Regions from separate parts of the Mus musculus genome. Here region 1 is linked to region 2. Evidence: chromatin contacts called from public HiChIP or PLAC-seq data. All regions are on one chromosome and are shown on one strand. The core of a region is the stretch at or near the end of the contact, and the rest is flanking DNA. Distances in the headings are between cores, read along the strand shown. Region 1 has its middle 170 kb from the start of Ccdc59. Region 2 holds the start of Ccdc59 (coiled-coil domain containing 59).

The links. HiChIP or PLAC-seq counts read pairs in DNA pulled down with a chosen protein or histone mark.
Region 1: a contact with region 2 is called in an H3K27ac HiChIP or PLAC-seq map of embryonic stem cells, with 11 read pairs. The contact joins the enhancer-like site here to the promoter of Ccdc59 in region 2. A contact is called at or near these places in 3 of 39 promoter capture datasets (cranial neural crest and embryonic stem cells), 2 of 484 Hi-C or Micro-C datasets (both in embryonic stem cells) and 4 of 115 datasets of contacts at active chromatin or transcription factors (bone marrow-derived macrophages and embryonic stem cells).

Annotation. Positions count from the first base shown.
Region 1 is chr10:106,003,907-106,010,190 of GRCm38.p6, reverse strand. No RefSeq gene overlaps it. Among named protein-coding and RNA genes, the nearest start is that of Ccdc59, 170 kb to the right of the region's middle. Within about 2 kb of position 3,905, at least 25 of the 459 cell types and tissues checked have an H3K27ac peak or open chromatin away from gene starts, as enhancers often do. A contact at or near this core is called in embryonic stem cells, where this site is marked.
Region 2 is chr10:105,837,041-105,842,880 of GRCm38.p6, reverse strand. Ccdc59 (coiled-coil domain containing 59) reads right to left here and starts at 1,402. Exons shown (of 4, transcript NM_025602.3): 1 at 1,226-1,402; 2 at 33-339. The coding sequence starts at 1,379. Mettl25 (methyltransferase like 25) reads left to right here and starts at 1,501. Exons shown (of 12, transcript NM_207522.2): 1 at 1,501-1,805. The coding sequence starts at 1,562.

The DNA.
Region 1 (6,284 bases), core at 2,656-5,155, 160 kb before region 2:
TCTTATAATTAAGCCTGGCTTACCAAGCAACACTCCACCAGTCACAGTCCCTGTTTGAGTGTCAGCTGAATAAAAATAATTTTCTCTCTAATTAGTGACTTAACACAATCTACAAAGTTCCTTCCTTCATATCTTGAACACTTTTCTATTCTTATTCTTTCACTTACATCCTCATTCACTTCTCAATATAAATATTTTTAAAAAATAGAATATTTACAGGCTCAATAACTTCTGCCTAATCTCCCATATTCAACAAGACACCCTCCCACAGAAAACAAATTAACCAACTGTACTTATGAAATACCTTTGAAGCAGTCTTCTCTTTTAAAGGGGCCTTTGCCCTTACATTCAAGAGCATTACTATTTCTCAGAAAGCTGGCGATTATCAGTTTCTGCTGTCTAGCACAGCCAACAATGAGCTGGGCCATCACATATCAATCATATTGCTTTGTTTGGGCTTTTTTTTTATCTCTTACTGGCTTTTTGCTTGTTTATTATCTTTTCAAATTTTGTGGTTTTATGAATTTCCTTTTGGTTTGTTTGTGGATCACTGTGTGTGTGTGTTTCTTTTGTTTCCTTTTTTTTAATCAAGGTTTGGTTGGTTGGTTGGTTGGTTGGTTGGTTGGTTGTTTTGCCAGTGTTTTGTTTGTTTGTTTGTTTGCTTTCTAAAGAGAAAGAGAAAAAAGGGCATAGAGTCTGCTCTGCCGGGAGATGGGAAGTATCTAGGATGATTTGGGGGAGTAGAAAAAATTATCATAATATATTGTACAAAAGAAAAAGAGAAATAAAATGCCCCCACAAGCTTGCCCACAGGCTCATCTTGTGAAGGCATTTTCTCAGTTGAGGTCCCCTCTTCCAAAATGGTTCTAGCTGGTGTCTAGTTGACATAAAACTAACCAGCACAGAGAGGTAAGATGCACTTAACAAATTATTGATGATTAAATAAATTAATCTATTCATTTGGTATATATGTCTTGAGAATTCTGGTTTCCACCGCATGGATTTATTTAAAGAAAACTTTAGAAGTTGAAAGCAACTAGTCCGAGAAGAAAAATCAGCAAAAATATAGCCCACAATATTTAAATGCATTATTGTATAATTAATTATTTGTGATAATAATTTGTCTAAATTCTTAATCAGATTTCCCAAGCAAAACATGCTATCATGTTGTCTGGAAATATTCTGTTTTGTAAGTAATTTTATATTGGAAAGCAAGTCTCTTTACTGATCATTTAAAATTGTTCCACAATATAAGTTTTAGAACAGCCAGGACGACATAAAGAAATCCTGTCTCAAAACAAACAAATAAATTCTTCAGGGATGGTGTCTTAGTCAGGGTATCTATTCCTGCACAAATATCATGACCAAGAAGCAGTTGGGGAAGAAAGGTTTTCTTCAGCTTACACTTTCCACATTGCTGTTGATCGCCAAAGGATATTAGGACTAGAACTCAAGCAGGTCAGGAAGCAGCAGCTGATGCAGAGGCCATGGAAGGATGTTCCTTACTGGCTTGCATCCCCTGGCTTGCTCAGCTTTCTTTCTTTTTTTCTTTCTTTTTTTTTTATTGTCTTTTTTTTAATTAGGTATTTTCTTCATTTACATTTCCAATGCTACCCCAAAAGTCACCCAACCCCCCCCCCCACTCCCCTTCCTCCCTCTCCCACTTCTTGGCCCTGGTGTTACCCTGTACTGAGGCATATAAAGTTTGCAAGAACAATGGGCCTCTCTTTCCAGTGATGGCCAAGTAGGTCATCTTCTGATACATTTGCAGCTAGAGACATGAGCTCTGGGGGGTACTGGTTAGTTCATATTGTTGTTTCACCTATAGGGTTGCAGACTACCAGCCCAGGGATGGTCCCACCCACAAGGGGCCCTCCAGCTAGATCACTAATTGAGAAAATGCCCCACAGCTGGATCTCAGGGAGGCACTTCCCCAACTAAAGCTCCTTTCTTTGTGATAACCCCAGCATGTGTCAAGTTGACACACAAAACCAGCCAGTACAGATGGTTAGAAAAAAGGAAAGCGAAAATTCAAACACACACACACACACACACACACACACACACACACACACAATGGTGGAAACAAAGCAGGCTCCAAGTATTTCACATATACACATATATACATGTATACACACAGTTGGTAGATGGAGCATGCTCCAACAAATACTTCTTTTTTAATTCCATAGCTTATATATCTCAGCAAAACCTTTCACATAGTATATAATTACAGTGCTATTACATTCTTTTTTTCTTCTTCTCGCGAATGACTATGCAAAAACAGTATCTTCCCCAATACCTTTACAAGAAATAACATTAGGTAGTACAGGCAAAGAAAACAAATTATTGCCAGGAACCTATGTACATTTGCAACTAAGCAACTTGTTAAAGATTAGCAAAGTGTGAGCAAGGAAAACACTTTTCTCAGCCAATTTCTCTTACTGGAAGGCAAAATCTGTGGCTGCAAAGAAAAGATTAATTATTTTATTATTTATCTTTAAAGGCAATCTTATATGAATCTGTGGATGGGCCTGGTGCTGTTTGTAATTTGATGCTAATTCTGCTTTCCTGGGAGGGGCTTTGTAAAAGGAGTGAGTCACCTACTCAGGTGACTTCTTATGAACCAATCACCTAGTGAATAAAGGAGCCAATCTTTGGGCGAGTGGGAGGGACTTCCAGGTTGGACAGAGGAAGAGAAGAAGCAGGAGAGAGTTAGGGGCTTTTGGAACCAGGATAGCATAAGGGCAAGATATAGCTGTTACAGTTTCTTGGAATCATGTCAGATCCATCAGGATTTGCCACCGGAGGAATCTGATGTATAAGGTTTACAAGATTCGGTTTAGTTGTTGCGTCCAGAGATTGATTTACCATTGTTTCTAAGCTAAATTTGTGTGTTCTTTTTCTTCTCTCAGCGATTCGACTGAGTTCCAGAGAGAAAGGTACAGCAGCAAAGCGTGGGTTTGCCTGATTGGCACCACAAAGGCTGCGGGGGCTTTGAAGCATGGATGGGGCTGGCATGGTAACTATGTGCCAGTGAGAACCTAGTGAGCTGGGTGGAGACCCTTGGGAGCTCTGAGTCAGAGATTCTCAACGAGGCAATAACAAGTCAAATATTGCCTGCCAGTGGCTTGGCCCGCCATAGGGCTGGCTTGACAGTGAAGGGAATTCGGGAGCTCCGGACCGTAGGAGAGTTGGCGGGCAGAGAGTAGCCTGGCAGGACTGCGCCAGGACAAAGAGTGGCTGGCAGTTGCGAGGAAAACCTGCTGGTCATTTTTAATATCTTCCACAACATGAATCTTTTAAAAAAAAAAAAAAGTCAGAAATCTGAACTTCTATATAAGAAACAATGTCACTCCTGCTTTAAATCCTCAGAATGCATATCTACTAATCAACAATTTTTATTAAATCATATCAGAAAGCTGATAGTAAAAATGGGCATAAGAAATCAATCATCACCAGTCTAGTCTCAGTGAGAATCATGTCAGCCATTGTTCTTATCCCCACTCCAGTTTAACTGTTAAGAGTGTGCCTTTCTGAACTTCAAATGATTCCCTAAGATTGCTATATCAGAGCCTGTATCAAAAACATCACTAACATTTTTTTTAATGCTTTCTAAGGGTAATGGTCATTACTGACAATATACATGTCTAAATTCTTTCCTAGGGTGGTGATTGAATCATTCATTTGCCCCAGTAGCAATGCCTGAAAGAGATCCAGCACTATTATTGTGAGTGCCAGTGATACTGCTCAGGGAAGAGCTGGAAGCCTCCTTAAAGTTTTCATACAATTCTTAAACTAAGAGGGATGTGAGGGAAACAAGCAGAGCAGAACTCCACAACAGCATAATGTCCTTGGGGTCTTGACTGTCTGAGACACACCCAATCTTGCTGTGCTAACTGGGTGGGTCACATTCCAGGCATTCTAAAGCCTTTGTCATTCCTCCTGCATGGCCCTTGGCAGTCTATATAGACTACTTCTCTCTACCTCCTATCTGTTTGTCTCTGTAAGCATCCTCCACACTAAGTCCTTTTTCTCTAAGCTGCTACAACCACAGGACATTAGACTTAATTCTCATGATTCTATAGAAGGACATGCTTGACCACATCTCCTAGTTCATGATGTTGATCACTTCATTCTTTCTGATTATGATGGTTAATGCTTATTGTCACCCTGCCTAGATTTAAAAACATTTAGAAGACACCACTTAGGACATCTTTGAAGGAAATTCCATAAATATTTATCTGAGGAGGGAAGACACACCCTAAATGTGAATGTCACACTCCCACGGACCAGGGTCCTAGATTAATATAGATGGAAACTAGAGGAAGCTAACTACTTAGCGATTGGCTACATCCACTCAATATGTGAGCCAAAATAAATCTTTCTGTCCTTAAATTTGTCTTGTTAGACATTCAGTCATAACAATAAGAAAAGTAATTAATGCACTAGCCTTGTTAACACCTTTGCAATAGCTCAAAACTCAACTTGCCATTTTGCATTACTGCTCATATATTCTAGTCTGTTCTCATGCCATCCCCATCTCAGGCATCAAAGGCTTATTGCAATTACAGATAAGCCTCAAGGGCCTTTTAAAAATGCTTTAACTTCCTCTTTAATTTATACTAATCTCCCTCAACAGAGAAATTGCCTATGTATCTACCAAGTTCCTAATTTATTAGTCCACTTTCGGATAATCAGCATTTATTATCAGATTTTAATAATTGATGAAAATGACTGTCCTGAAGGAAGGAAGAAGAAACACCTCCTACGTGCATTATGTATCCTTACAGTTCTGTGTGTGCCTCAAGAAAGAGAAGCATATCGATTCGTACACAGAAAAGGGGAGAACTCAGTGCTACATCACCCTTGAGGCTGCTAAAGCAAACACCACAGTGAATAAATGTCTTGCTTCCTTTACCTTTTGAATGTCAGTGCTAGAGAGCCAGCAGAAGATGCCCAAGGTTTATATCAATATCTCCTCGTTGCGAAGGTCCATGTTTTATTCTGAGAGAATGTCATAAAAGCAAATTTACCAAAGCATATTTTCTTGACAAATATTGGTAGCACAACAATTTATGACTCTATTTTCCAGAAGTTTGTTTATGAATTGTTTCTTTAGAATTTCATTTTCCAAGAGAAGTATTGTTGTGAGTTAGCATATACTTGACAAATATCAGTTCACCACACTGTGGCTAAAAATAAAACTAACAGCATATTTCAACTACACAAAGCCTCCATTCAGTTCTTAAAGCAATAGACATTTCACATTAAGAACTGGGTGACAGAAATATATTACCTCTAGTAAAGATACCGGATTATTTAATGTTAGAGAAGACAAAATAGAAAACATAGATAGATATATTAAATACATAGATTGATGATAGATAATGATAGTTATGTTCACAGATACATAGATAGGTGGTTAATGATCAATGATGGATAGATAGATAGATAGATAGATAGATAGATAGATAGATAGATAGATCGGAAGGGCAAGTATCTTTCCATTTATCATTATGCTTCTGAGGCATACTTCATTTTCAAAATCTGACTCAATTGCTAGCTGACATAAAAGTATATTGTGTTATATGCAGTGGAAGCTTAGTAGTTAATAATTGAAGGCTGCTTCCAGTTTCTGTCTGTACCTAGAGCAGATCCTCTGCCACAGGGCTCCATACCCAAATAGTGCTAGGAGGAAGCAAGCCTCCCAGGAGGGCTGATCGGGCTGTGAGTGCAGGTAGGACCACTACTGGTGCTCAGAGGAACCCATCCAGAAACCTTGGGACACAGGAACAAAAGAGCTGTCTGGGAGAGGCATCTTCCTATTTCTGTCTCTGCCCAGAGCAGTCTGGGCCACAGAGCTACATACACAAATACAACCAAGAGAGAGCTAGTCTCCCAGGAGTGCCTACATACCTGCAAGCACAGGTAATACCACAAACTTCTCTTCAAATTCCTGGCCCAAGAGGGATCCTCCCAGAGCCATCAGGACACAGGAACCAAGAATCAGCTGGTGACAGGATCTTTCTGGTCTCTGTCTGTACCCAAGAGCTGACCCTGTACCACATCTCTCCATATCTAAATTCCTCTCGGAGAGAACTGGTCTCTCAGGAGTACTTACACAAAGGCTTACAGGACAGATAAGCCACAGTCAGAGACAGCAAGACCAGCTAACACCAGAGATAACCAGATGGCAAAAGGTAAGCATAAGAACATAAGCAACAGAAACCAAGACTACTTGGCACCATCAGATCCTAGTTCTCCCACCACAGTGAACCCTGCTT
Region 2 (5,840 bases), core at 153-2,652:
AGTGAGGAATTTCTGAAGACGGAGGTGCTTACCTTCCTGTGTTCAGCTCTTCTGGCTGTGGCTGGTGACCACCTGGCGGTTCTTCAGAGGAAGTCTGCTCAGTGCTGCCCTCCTCTTCAGGCAAAGGCCGGTCAACCTGTTCTTCTGACAAAGCCAGGCCAGCCTTTCTTTGCTGTTTTCTGAGTCTTTCCTCTTCGGCCAGATAGAGGTGTTTCAGGTGCTCTGGGTAACGATCTGTGAACTGGGACTCCTGTGACGCTGGTGCCTCCTTCACCTTCCACAGCAATTTCTTGTAATTTTGCTGGATCTTCAGTTTTCTCCGAAATGCAAAACCTTGTCCTAACATTGAAGGATTTCAGTTACAATTACTTTAACAGAAAATGAAAACTAAATATTTTTTTCTTTTACTTTATATTCAAATGAGAGAATTACTTGGCTTTGCTTTAAAGATAAGGTTAGGCAACCATTTAATGGTACACTGAAGAGCAAGGTGGCCCTTTACCTAAATATAAGGGTAACAGCGAGTTGTCAGACATCACATTAAAAACTCTAAGTACAGTAAACTAAACTTTACTGCTCACCTTGAATTTAGACTCATATCCACAAATTACATTTTATTTAATCCACATACAATCTCACTTGGGTCTTCAGTAAACACTTAATAAATAAAGTAGAGTAGTCTAGTATTTTTCCCTTGGAGGATCTTACTAATCACTTATTTTCCAAAACACAACACAAAACAAAAGGGGGAGGTACTGTACAACTTTCTGAACACCTGTCGATTATTCTTAGATCGAACAAAAACCACTTAAGCATCTGACATGCAACGAGAGGCCTTCAAAGACAAGACATCGAATCGAATCTAAGGAAGGCAGCAGTATGAGACTGGAGGGCTACTGTGGTGTCTTTTGGTTATCAAAGCTTTGGGGCAGAGTATTTTAATGTAATATTGTATCTATATTACATACTTGCTGTAGTAGAGATGCAAGTATGTCTGGGTGCTTCTTAGCCAAGCGCACCTCTAGACGCCCCGTGTCTTCGCTTAGACCTGAGATCTGCGTTAAATCACTGAAGCTGACCGCACCGTCCGGTTCTCAGTCAAAGGACTGAGAAGCTCTCGGACTTGGCGAGCTTAGGAACGGCTTCCCCGATCTCAAGCCGGATCCCATCCTACTCCCTCGACTTCGGCGGGCCCGAGCGCTCCTCCACGGCTGTCCCTCCTTACCCTTGCGCACGCTCCCCCGGAAGGCTTGCTGGGGGTTCGGCCGCCAAGTCCTGCGCTTCCCATTCTGGTTTCCGAATCTGACCTGAGAGATCCCTTCCCCACGCGCCGCAAACCCTCCGGTCCGCCACTTGGAAGACGGCCGCGAAGGCGCCATCTTTTTCCACGGTGGGAGTTCCTGGAACGCCAGTGGACGCCGACCTAACACGTCACGAGGCGGAAGCAATCAATCGCCCAACCCGGCGCGTGCTCGGAGCTCGACTGCCTCAGCCTGAGCCGCTTCCGGCGGGGAAGAGAGGGGTCGCGCGGCCATGTTGGCGCCACCTGCAGCCCCGGAGGATGAGCGTCATGGCGGCGGCCTGCCCTCTGCCCAGGACCCCGGACCTGCCCACGCTGCACGACAAGTTACAGGGCTTGCTGAGCTTCCTCAGGGGCGCCCTGGCCATTTCCAGCGCGCACACGGTGGACTTCTACACCAAGTCGGTCTGGCAGGAGCTGGTCGACCTGCCCCCTGAGAGCGTGCTGGCGGCGCTGAGGGAGTCGGCGGTGGAGGCCGAGCCGCGCGAGGCAGAGACGGGATCAGGTGACTGGCGGGGCGGGCGGGGCGGGCGGGGCGGGGGCTGTCAGCGCGCCCCCTGGTGGAACTCGGCGGAAGTGGCAGGGACTTGAAGGATGCTGTTACCTAGGAGATGAATTGGAGGGAGCTGAATAGCGAGGATGGATGGAGACGGGCGGGGTCCCCTCTGGGTTCTAATCTGGGTGTTGGTCAAGTTCCACAACTTAAAGTAGTCAACCCGGGGAAGAGGCGTTCCTTCATTTATTGATTCAACAATTTAGTTTTGAAAACATCTAAAGGCTGTGTGATGATCAATACAAAGTAGAAGTGGACTTGGGGGACCAATAAGAGCCAGTTCCTACTCGGCACAAGGTATCGTGGATTAGGATGGTGATAGTGAAAGCTTTGAGTGCTCGCTAGTTAATTTGAAAACACACCTTTAATTCCCAGCACTTGGGAGGCGGAAGCGGAGGCAGGCAGATTTCTGAGTTCGAGGCCTGCCTGGTCTACACAGAGAAACCCAGTCTCGGGGAAAAAAAGAAGAAGAAGAAGAAGAAAACTGTATTTTCAATATCAGTTATGCACCCTGGTGTTTTCTAGGCTCTGGAGTTTGATACCCGCAAGAAACTTAGATTCTACCAACTTAGATTCTATTCTGGAAATAGAGGAACAGGAACAGTAGCAGCTACTGGAATTGCTTGTGCTTTGCTTCCAGGTGTTCCAGATGTTGTCAGCATTAGTGAACTTACTTAATCACTGAAGCAGCCTGTAAATGCAAAGTGCCCCGGGGGCGGAGGTAGGGGCCATGGAGGGGGGGGGGTTATAATGGTAGAACTTAAGACACATTGGTTCTTGGGCAATAGTTCCTGGTTGTTGGAAAGTTAGACACCCTTTCAGTTTGCTCCCATAGTATTCTGCGTTGATAACCTGGTACATAAACTTGTAGAAAGCAGGAACCGTATTTGCCTTAACCAGGATTCCAACGTGTGGGAAACTATTTGGCATACATTAAGTACTCTATAAAATATTTGTTGAAAAAAAGTGACTCTTGTTGGCTTTCAAAAAGAAAAAAAAAACGAAGAAAATACAAGAAAACAAAACTTTTAAGTGCAGAGCAAACCTTTGTTTAACTTTGTCTCTTCCTGATGGGCTATTACCTTATATATACTAATAGCTTGATTCATTGGTGCCTATTGTATGTTCTGCAGTTTGCTTTTGCTAAAAGTTTTTTTTTCCTGTTTCCTCTGTGTGTGTGTGTGTGTGTGTGTGCAAAAGTCTGAGTACCAATTCAGAGACTAGACTCTGGACGTGATAACTTTTTGAGTTTTATGAATTCCCAGCTGTTTTTTGAGCTGACTTATTGGAAGCAGTCCTTCGGATTTTGTCATCTAGTTCTGTGAAGAGACAGCATGGTGCGATGCAGGCAGACATGGCTGGAGAAGGAGCTAAATAAGGGCCTTACATCTTTTCTTTTTTCTTTAAGATTTTTTTTTTCTTTTCCTGATTACACTGTAGCTGTCTTCAGACACACCAGAAGAGGGCTTGGACCCCATTATAGATGCTTGTGAGTCACCATGTGGGGACTGGGAGTTGAACTCAGAACTTGTGGAAGAGCTCTTAACCGCTGAGCCATCTCTCCAGCACTGAGGGCCTACGTCTTGATCCTCAGGCTGCGTGACGAGACTCTGCCGTTAGGCCTCGGGTGAGCTGCTGAGACTCAGAGTCCACCCACGAGTGACACAACCTCCAGCAACCAAGTCCCAACTACTTCAACAGAGTCAAGTCTAGTAATGCCACTCCCTGTAGGCAAGCATTGGAAGACATGATCTGTGACGCCTTTCCTGTTCAATCTACCACAAGCTCTTTCTAAACTTGTGAGGAAATCCAGCAGTGGAAGAGGTTAAGCAAATTCTACATCCCAGGGGAGATCACAGACCTCAGCAATTGTACAAAACGATGCAAATTTAAGCATTCCTTCTAACTGGGATTTTGTTCTCATTTCTCTCATTTACAGCAGTTTAAGAATTAATTTTTTATAGTCTTTCTAGATGAATACAAGAAAATCCTATGTGTTAAGCATTGACCAGAGGATACGTTAGGTGATATGCACATGTATGTGATGTGATGTGTATGAACATGTATGTGATGTATATGCATGTATATGTGATATGTTGTATATGTATATGTATGTGATGTATATGTATGTGATGTGATATATATGTACGTGTACTTGGTGTGATGTATATACATGAGAATGTGATGTATATGTGTATAGATATATGTGTGTGTGTATAATGTGATACATATATGAGATGCAGCTTTTGTTTTCTCAAATCTAGTTGTTTGTGTGTCTCAAATCAGCTGTCAACATTTTAAATCCTTCTTAGCATATAAAGGGCATTTTTATTATTTTGAAAATTTTGTGCATGTATATAGCATGCTTTTATCATATTCACCCATCATTACCTTGCTTTGTTCCCTCCCTCTCCTGCTTAACTCCTTGCTTTCTTCTTCCTAATTAGCCTCCTTCCGACTTTAATGTCTTTGTGTGTGCGCGTGCATGCATTCATGCCTGTGGTGCGTCCCCCTGTGTTTAATTAGAATTGCTTGTATGAGTATGCATGTAGCGTTATTTACTGGAGCATGAGCAACTTGTCAGGCTGTACCCCTGAGGAAAATGTGTCCTCATCTGCCAGCAATCATCAACTGCCATTTTTTTACTCTTACGACATAAAACATGTATGTATCTCAGTTGTTACATTGCTTTCAAGCTATTCTCTCAAATTCTGTACAATAAAATTCTTACTGTTTGCCCCACAGTCAAGCTGTTCTTCACTAAAACACTGTTCTTCCACATGTTGATGTGCTTGTGTGGTCTGTGTACATATGGATATGTATGTTCTTGTGAGGGACGCACATGCATGTGGGTGTACGTGTGTGTTATGACCTGATATTGATGTTCAGTGTCTTCCTTGATTGCTCTCCACACCCGTCGTGTGGCAGACAGGGTCTCACATTGAACCCAGAGCTTGCCATTTTGGCTAGTCTGGCTAGTCTGCCCTTCCAAGGATTCCCTGCTTCCCTCTCCCACAAGCTGGAATTATAGCCAGGGGCTGGGTAGCTCTGTCAGCCTGATAGAAGCTTCAGTTATTTGGGAAGAGAAAAACCTTAATTGAGAAGGCCCTCTTATCAATCAGACTGGCCTGCAGACAAGTCTGGAGGAAGTTTTCTGTATTCAAGAATATTGTGGGAAGGCCCAGCTCACTGTGGGCAGTGCTTCCCTTGGGCAGGAGGTGGTCCTTGCTTGTATAAAAAAGCAAGCTGACAGAGCCATGAAGAGAAAGCCAGGAAGCTGTATTTCTCCATGGCTTCGGCTTCAATTCCTACCTCCAGGGATTTGACCGCTCCAGTTCTTGTCTTGATTTCCCTTAGTGTTGGACTGACTGGGACATAAACCCTTTCTTCCTCAAGTACGGTCTTTCCCCATCTCAGTAGGAAGTCCCCTAGGACAGGGCGGCTCCTGTATTCATCTGTCTTTCTTAGGAGGGTAGAGGGTCCAGATTGTGGTCCTCGTGGTTATGTGGTAAGCATTTTAGCCTTGACCTTTCTCCCCACCCCTGTTCTTTATCTATATATTTGAGGGTCTCCGTGCCATTTTAGTGTCCATGACTACAACTTGACAATAGTATGCACCCCTAAATTACTTTGCTTTTTATCTATTATTTTATTTAGCAAATGCATTTCTAAATTTGTCACATTGTATAGTTTATTTCTGAAAAAAAATAAGCTATGTAAAGAAATTTTAAATTCAATTCTTATGATTAATTCTAGTTTTATATTTAGTTTCATTTTCAAACGTAATGTAGTTCATTGTGAAGATGCTTAAAGAGTGATGGACTGTATTTGTGCATTCATTAAGATGTTAATATTGGTATAGTAAAAATCTGCGTGTCAGTCCTTAATGTGTACTATTTCATCCAAAAGCAAGGTTTGCATGTTTCAATAATATATTTTCATTTTATATGCAACTATAAATTAAGCTAGAGTTGTTTAGACAAAAAA